2 separate regions of the Mus musculus genome follow, and region 1 is linked to region 2. Evidence: chromatin contacts called from public HiChIP or PLAC-seq data. All regions are on one chromosome and are shown on one strand. Each heading gives the region's core, a stretch centred on a gene start, on an enhancer-like site or on the middle of the called end of the contact. The rest is flanking DNA. Distances are from core to core; before and after follow the strand shown. Region 1 overlaps Foxp1 (forkhead box P1). Region 2 has its middle 110 kb from the start of Gm32592.

Evidence for each region. HiChIP or PLAC-seq counts read pairs in DNA pulled down with a chosen protein or histone mark.
Region 1: a contact with region 2 is called in an H3K27ac HiChIP or PLAC-seq map of T-cell acute lymphoblastic leukemia, with 4 times the contacts expected there. The contact joins two enhancer-like sites. A contact is called at or near these places in 1 of 484 Hi-C or Micro-C datasets (cranial neural crest), 3 of 115 datasets of contacts at active chromatin or transcription factors (T-cell acute lymphoblastic leukemia, embryonic basal ganglia and forebrain) and 3 of 9 other capture datasets (embryonic stem cells, embryonic tail and embryonic trunk).

The regions. Positions count from the first base shown.
Region 1 is chr6:98,974,777-98,978,660 of GRCm38.p6, forward strand. Foxp1 (forkhead box P1) reads right to left here. Exons shown (of 19, transcript NM_053202.2): 10 at 3,357-3,461. Among named protein-coding and RNA genes, the nearest start is that of Gm38865, 150 kb to the right of the region's middle. Within about 2 kb of position 1,380, at least 16 of the 459 cell types and tissues checked have an H3K27ac peak or open chromatin away from gene starts, as enhancers often do. A contact at or near this core is called in T-cell acute lymphoblastic leukemia, where this site is marked.
Region 2 is chr6:98,112,332-98,116,356 of GRCm38.p6, forward strand. No RefSeq gene overlaps it. Among named protein-coding and RNA genes, the nearest start is that of Gm32592, 110 kb to the right of the region's middle. RefSeq lists an enhancer at 63-2,501. Within about 2 kb of position 2,365, at least 50 of the 459 cell types and tissues checked have an H3K27ac peak or open chromatin away from gene starts, as enhancers often do. A contact at or near this core is called in T-cell acute lymphoblastic leukemia, where this site is marked.

The sequences.
Region 1 (3,884 bases), core at 130-2,629, 860 kb after region 2:
CTTTGGAGTTTGACAATTCTACGAGATCAATACACTGGAGCACAAATGGTCAAAGGGACTGAGATCCAAGAAACCTACACAGACGACCAGCCGTAGGAGTAGCTCCTCTATTCCTGATCTGCCTTTAAAGCAAGAAGAAAGCAACTCACTCACTTAAAAAACTTCTCCCAGATGACACCGTGGCACAGCGGAAGGCTCTGAGACCAGAGCTCACCGTAGCTGGGTGACCTTGGGTCCATCACTCAAACTCTCTGCTCCCAACCACCTTAACTGAGGATTCAAAACGCTACTATGACATTTTCCAAGGCAACTGTGAGGATTAAATTAATATATATTAATATATATTGTTATATATCTGAGACCATGCCCATTACGTATTTAAGACTGTTTAATTATACACCATTAAGAAGTGACTAGTGTCAGTTTGCTTACACCACAAGTAAGAATGGAGGGGGGGGGCTTGTGGACAAGGAGAGCAGAGAAGATTCTTCTAGAACCATCTACCCAGGAACATAAGGAGAAAAGCTTGAACTATTATTCTCTCACAACATAGGATCCAAGGAAACCGCGTAGCGGTCTCGGAACTGCAAGAGCACCCAGAGCGGAGAGATTTCTCTTTGGGGGCTGAGTGGCGATGTGCTACTCTAAGTCTCCACTCTAAGTTTCTTACTTGTTTTCTACTTCATCAGGGAAGATCCTGAACCTAAAGATAAGTCTGAGTCTCTCAGCGTTGAAATCTTGCTGCAAAAGGAGGGGAAAACGGGATCCGAAATCGGGCTTCTGCCACAGGAATGCTCACTTTTGTTTTCTGGGTCCACATCTCTCATCCCCATTCCCAGATGCATCATGTGTCTGAGTCCCTTTGCTCTGGAGGCAGAAACGGAATGGAGTCTGGCTCAAAACGAGAGCAGCGGGGCTTAATCTGGATGGGTGGCGGTCTCTACACAAGGCTAAGAGGACAGGAGAAAAACCCGCATCTCGGGAGGGATCATGCCGTAACATACAATCCTGTTTTCTCCAATTCCAATTAGAAAGGTCCCAAGAATGAAGGCAATAGAGAGAGAATCAGAGCTAATGGGAACCCCAAACAGCAGCCACTTGGATCCTGGCACGCCTGGCGCTAACTAAGCTGTAGGAGTTCCGGTCTATACCAGCTCATTTTCACCCACTGCCTCTATTCTTTTTTTCTTATATCAACTCAAGTCAGGTTTGTACAACTTGCAAACAAAGTCTTCTGAAAAAATGCTGGCACATAAGCAAACAGTAGGAAATAAGCAAGCTATATTGCAAGTTGATAGCAGGCACTCCAGTTCCGCCAAGCAAACAGGAACCAGGAGCTTGTCATGCCATGAGCAAAACCACAATAAAGGCTGGAGAGAGGGTTTCCAGCTCAGAGCCAGGCTCCTGACAGCCTGAGCGGTGAGCGGGCTTCTTGTTTGTAGGAGGTAAACCTAGGCTTCGATTCAAAAGATCTCTGCTTTTTTTTCCCTCTCCGACCTTAGAAGTGGTTTGAATTATTCACTCTTCCTCTATCCTGAGGCCTCGCCATAGCTTAACTGCCGGCTCATAGCATGTGAACCTATGACATGAAGACGATTAGGATAGGAATACTTTGACCATTAATGAAAGTTTTTAAATTGGGTCAAAGTGGGGGAACTGGCAATGCCTTTTCTGTCCCTAGAGCTGATGAGACATGTCACACGAGTGATGACAGCAATTTTATAATTCAAGATTTTATAAACGTAAAACATGTTGACCGATGCTTGTCAGCCACTCTCCGGGAGAGTGAAATCAGTACCGTATTTACTTAGCACTGGTACAGCCCGGGAAATCAGAGTTTCTGAGTGTAGCCCGGGAAGTTCTTTCCTCTCATTGGATAAACACCATTAGGCCAAGATCAGGATGGTAACAAAACAGATTCCATGAGGGAGCTACACAGAGGACAAAGCTAGCGCCCACTTATCTAAATGCTAATGATGCAGTTGGCGAGGACTATTGCTGCTCTAGATGTTGAGACTTCCTAGCTTTTTGGGACATGGCCTACGTGTGCACTGACCACAAAATAATCTTGAGGTGAAGGATACAATATGAGAAGCTATATAGTAATTTCAAAGCCTCTTATAGCATTGCTGTTATAATAAAATATTCACAGAAAACTACCGGCAGGCAATACTACAAGCATCTCTAGGGGTGGCTGCATTACAGTGTTCGTGTCTGGTCCATAAAGATAGCCATAAAGGATGCTCTCACTCTAGAGAAACCATCATGTGCCTTGATATACAGAAGCTGTATGTGATGCATGCTAAATAGAAGATGGTACTTTTGTGGTAGCCTAAATGAGAACGGCCCTCTTAGGTTCATAGATTTCGATGTTTAGTTCCCAGTTACTGGAATTGTTTGAGAAATATTGGGAGGTGTGGCCTTGCTGGAGGAGATGTGTCACTGAGGGAGGGCTCTGAGGTTTCAAAAGCCCACAGGAGGCTCAGTGCCTCTCTCTGTGTCTGCTGCCTGCAGATCAGCATAGTGAGGTCTCAGCTACTGCTCCAGCACCATGCCTGTTTGCGGTCTGCCATTATGATCATAGATTAACCTCTACAACTCTGAGCCAGCCCCAGTTACAGGCTTTAAGAGCTGCCTTAGTCATGGTATCTCTTTACAGCAACAGAACACTTAGACGACTGTATTCAGTACACTGGTCAAGGATTCAGCATTGTTTATAAGTAATGTCAAGAACACAGGGTAGCTGGTCAGATTTTTAACCGACCTGACAGCATGGGAGAGGTTAAGGGAACTCAGAGTTGTGAGGCAGAGAGATCCACTTCAAATGGAGAAGCCTCGCAGCCTGTTTTGGCAGCGACTATCAGCTCCCCAGCTTGGGATGAGACAGCCCGAGTTTACATCATATTCTACCCACTTCTTCCTGAGAGAAGAATGACCTAAACAGAAGCCACCCAATATAGAGAGGTAAGAAACCAAAATGGTGGCACTGTCTCGATGTCAAAGGGGCCCAGTCACTAAACTACAAAGGACCAGTCACTGACACCAGCTTTTCTGGAGTTAGATTGGGATATGTGCAAAACTAGGGAGAGCTAAAGAATTAAAGGTCCACAGTGGGCGTCTCTCTGCATCAGGGTTAGTCTCAAAAACTGACTGGTGATTGGTGACTTCCCTTTAAGTCTCCTTCCCATGGCAGGGCAACCCTCCAGGGATGATCTAAGTTCCTGTGATGGTGACTCAGAAGCCACCCTCTGAAGGGCTGTGTGGCAGTCTTCAACAGGAAGACAACCTAATGGGTGAAGGGGGACAGCAGGAGGGACAGCTGTGTGACAAGAGAAGACAAGGCAGATGATCCTTACTTTAGAAAGGCTGGGAAGTCGTCACAAACCGCCTCACAGCCTGGCCACTTGCATACGCCATGTCCATAGAGAGGGTGGCTGTGGGGGTGCTCCTCGTGGGACAAGCTGCAAGAAAACACACAAGACAGAGAATGAGTAAAACCCAGCCTGGAGAGTCCACGTGGCCCAGGAGGGCACGTGACAAACCTCGAATTGTCATTCCCCAAGGAATCTAATTAATTCTGATGATTTTTTTTCCTTTCTTTTTTCTCTTTTCTTTTAAGCAAGAGTTAAACTATGAGCTGTGAGATTATGTTCTAAACACATTTAAGTATAATTACCTGATGTTAGAAACATACCTCCATGTGTGAAAAGTGTCTGACAGGGTTTTGTTTGAAGCAAAGGTCTCTACTCAGACAGCAAAGGCTGCTGCAAAATGGCCATACTGAGTTAACAGAATACGACTGGCAAGTCTGTATGAGTCTGTGGCTCTCATATTTTCCACGTAGGACATTTCATGCTTCTTCCTCTCCTCTCTATGGAAATGAC
Region 2 (4,025 bases), core at 1,115-3,614:
CTCTGTGTTTTTAATTTTCTAGCCCTTGTTTTGTGGAAAGATACAGAGATAGAAGCCCATCTTTCAGCTTGTTTCCCAAAGCTGCAGATGTGAGCTTAAAAGGGGGTTAAATTTTAATGAAAACATAGCCTCTAGTCAATGTGCTTTAAATTATAATTTAAAAAGCCAATCATTTTCTCTTTTGACTGACATGTGGCATTTTGGAGAAAAATTTAAATCCTCCAAGTCTGTAAGGAATGAATTGGGAGGGGGTGTTGAAAGTACTGTATTTAGAACAAGAAAAAGGGGCAGCTTACGCATCAGAGGCTGAACTAGAATCATTTGTAATCATGAACACAAAGAGGCACCATCACAGGATAGCCATTTATCTGCACATCTGTGCCTTTGCCTCTGACCCCAGATTTCTGGTTTCTGCCTCCTTTCTTCAGAAAATCTTCAGTTAGGCATAGACACACACACTAGAGAGATTGGGGCTAATGATTTAGGAACACACTAATTAATTTTCATTATGTCCCGTGAACTGAGCAAGATAGTGAAGGGTTGTGTGGAGGCACAAACACACTGTTGACAACCCCCCCCCCCCACACACACACACAGCATTCTCTTCTGAAGTTCTGATCTCTTATGGATGAAGCCCCTCCCATCCCGGTCCTCACATATGTACATAGCACAGCATTCTCTCTCTCACACACAGAGCCCCAAGCATCTAAGCGCTGACATTAGGACTTAGGAGACGCAACGAAGAGAAATATCTGCAGCATTTTCTGTTAGACGTGCTTCTGGCGTTGAGGGGACTATGGAAGCAGATACCATACCTAGTCCTCCACAGTTTCTTAATTTAAGCCTCTGGATTCCTAATTAGCAGTTGGACTGCATCCATTCTTATTAGCTCTTGATTATCAATGGTGATCAACCTTTGCTAAACAAAGATATGTCATCCTGCTGGGACAGTCATGGTTATTTTTTTTCTACAAGGTTTTTAACATTTGATAATAGGTTTTCCAATAGCTTGAAGGGTAGCGTTTAACATTTCTTTTCCATTTGAAGTATTTCCCGAGCTGTGTCCAAGCCCTCTGCAGTTAAAGAAAAGGCTTTTTGACACTTAATAGACAATGTTGTGGCTTGCTTTCTCCTTCAGACAAATGTATAGCATTTAGACAGCAATGGCGTGTGATCTTAATTGAGACACCTTTCAGAAATGGCAATTAGGGGTGACTTCTGTCAAAAAAAATATTCAGAACAAATTACACTTAACCAATTTGTTAAAAACTTTCAAAACTACCTCTTTTCTTCTACCCCACCCGTCTCTCAAGTACTAAGTGAACTGTGCATTTTGTGTGTTAAAGTTACCAGGGCATTACTCTGAGTTTAACCTGGATCCCAGGCTATGAAGACCTGACTCCTCAGAGGTGAGAAAATCTCATGGGGGGGGGACGAGGGGGGGTGGATGGGTGGGGGACTTTCTGTTTTGTGGCCACTAGAGTTTGACTTTTGCTCCGAAATAACTTCCGTTCCCAAGTAACTTCCGCTCTGCTCCGCGCCTAGCATGGGGGATCTTTCTGTAGCCACCCCCCCTCCAGTCACGAGGCTGGTTCAGTTGTTTTTGTTTTTCCTGAGCCAGTTTATTTTACCCTTGTTCTCCTTTCCATGAGTTGCATGAATAATTCTAACACAAAGAACAAGTCTCCTCCCAACCAGAGAGAGGAGGGTGACTGGGGGGTGGGGGTGGGGGTGGGGGGTGGGGAGGAAACTGATGAAAACTGCAGCTTTGACCTCAAAAGCAAAAGCAAAGGGCTTGCTTGGGAAAGAAAAGAAAAAAAACTGGAGGGAAATAGAACCCCATGAGAAAAAAAAAATAGAAAAAACTGAAACAGTTTAATAAGGATTTCAGTACAAAACAGGTGTCTGATGGAACTTGGGCAAAACAAACAACAACAAACTCAGTATTTCAGGGCCAAATACTTGACACACATTTTAACTGCCAGGCTATTTTCATTTATGAAATAAACATGCAGCGCTCCAGACTGGAATGTGGAGCCAGTGTCTGCATACTGAAACATGAGTTCTTGAAGGATGGTATGAAAAGGGGGTAATAGCCCTAATGAACGCCATTTGAGTGCAGCTAAATGTAAAATGAACTTGCTGGAGGAAAGACAAAACAGTCGTGTGAACTTTGACATCTGTGGAATGTTGAGCTAGCTGACATGTCTGATGGTGGGGTTACTCTCAAAGCAACACGGGAAACGTCACTTTAAGGAGCTGAAAGGAGGCAGATGAAGTCTAATCTTTGTTTCACGTCACTCCCCGTCCAGGTGCAGAGGAATAAGATCTAGGGTGCCAACTGCCATTCTTACAAAGTCCACACTGGTGGCAGGCATGAGGGAACCTCTCTTGGATGTGAATAGTGTGTGTGCTTGCAAGTGTTTGGGTGCAGGGTAATGAATATAGTCTTTGGGGGGTGGTGTGTTCTTCTGAGAGGACAGGGAGGACACGAGAAGTGACACATGCAGGCCACAGAGACAAAGGAAATCCTGGTTGAATTTCATTTATCAGGTGTGCACTGACTGTATCCTTGCTCTGGGCTAGTCACACAGGGATACAGTGGTGCCCAGAGGCACATGGTTTCTGCCCTCACAGGGCTCACAGGCTCCCATTGAGACAGACTAGAGCCAAAGGAACAATGGAGTGTAAGGCAGAAGGAGGCAGTGTGGCCAGATCCCCAGACTAGCAAAGTTTTAAAGCTAGCTGCGTCTGTCAGTTCTTTCTTTCTCCTCCCTTCCATCCCACTTCCTTCTTAGTCTCTTCCTTTTTCCTTCTTCCCTTTCTTCTCTTCTATGTGTATAGCCTTCTTTATCAATATGAATCCAGACAAGCTTGTTTATTAACAGGAGAAAAAAAATCTAATTATAATTTACAAAAAGGCAACACATTTAACAGTGTAAGCTGTAGGCTTGGAAGGGCATGATCCAGATTTGAGTGTTGACCTGTCATTAACTAGCCTTGGCCAAAAGAAATAACCTTGGTTTCTTTTCTTTTTTCTTTTCTCCTTCCTTCTTTCCTTCTTTCCTTCTTTCCTTCTTTCCTTCTTTCCTTCCTTCCTTCCTTCCTTCCTTCCTTCCTTCCTTCCTTCCTTCTTCCTCCCTCCCTTCCTTCCTTCCCCCTCTCTCCTTCCTTCCTTCCTTCCTTCCTTCCTTCCTTCCTTCCTTCCTTCCCCCCTCCCTCCCTCCCTTCCTTCCCCCTCTCTCCTTCCTTCCTTCCTTCCTTCCTTCCTTCCTTCCTTCCTTCCTCCCTCCCTCCCTTCCTTCCTTCCCCCTCTCTCCTTCCTTCCTTCCTTCCTTCCTTCCTTCCTTCCTTCCTTCCTTCCTTCCTTCTTCCTTCCTCCCTCCCTCCCTCCCTTCCCTCCCTCCCTCCCTCCCTCCCTCCCTCCCTCCCTCCCTCCCTTCCTTCCTTCCTTCCTTCCTTCCTTCCTTTTCTTCCTTCCTTCTTTCATTTCTTAATTTAAAACACCCCCTTCGTATGTACGTTCTTATTTTAAATGAGTTCCTGTTAGTTAAGCTTCTGGCTTCCTACCGGGCGGATAACACACAAACTAAGATGGTTAGCTGAAGCTTCACCATATTCACGAGCCACCTTTCAGTTTTCAGTTTTAATGTCCATATCATAAGAAGCCTGGGTAATAATGACACTTATTAATCAGTCAAAACAATCTTTTTGAAAGCAACTATCTTCGGTATTTTATAACTCTTTTGCTTTGTTTTGTTTTGTCTTTTAAGACAGAATTTCTCTGTGTAGCCCTGGCTGGCCTCAAACTCAGAAATCAGCCTGCCTCTGCCTCCTGAGCACTGGGATTAAAGGCGTGGGCCAGACTGCCTGGCAGATTCCTTTCCCTAATCACCAGAGTTGTTTAGGCGAATGTTAAACATAAAAACAATTTGAATGGCCTAGGTTTTTAAATGCAAAGCTCAGCTCTGCATTTGACTCCAGATGTTGTCCTTTTTGGACTAAAGCTCAAGCCAAATTTCAAG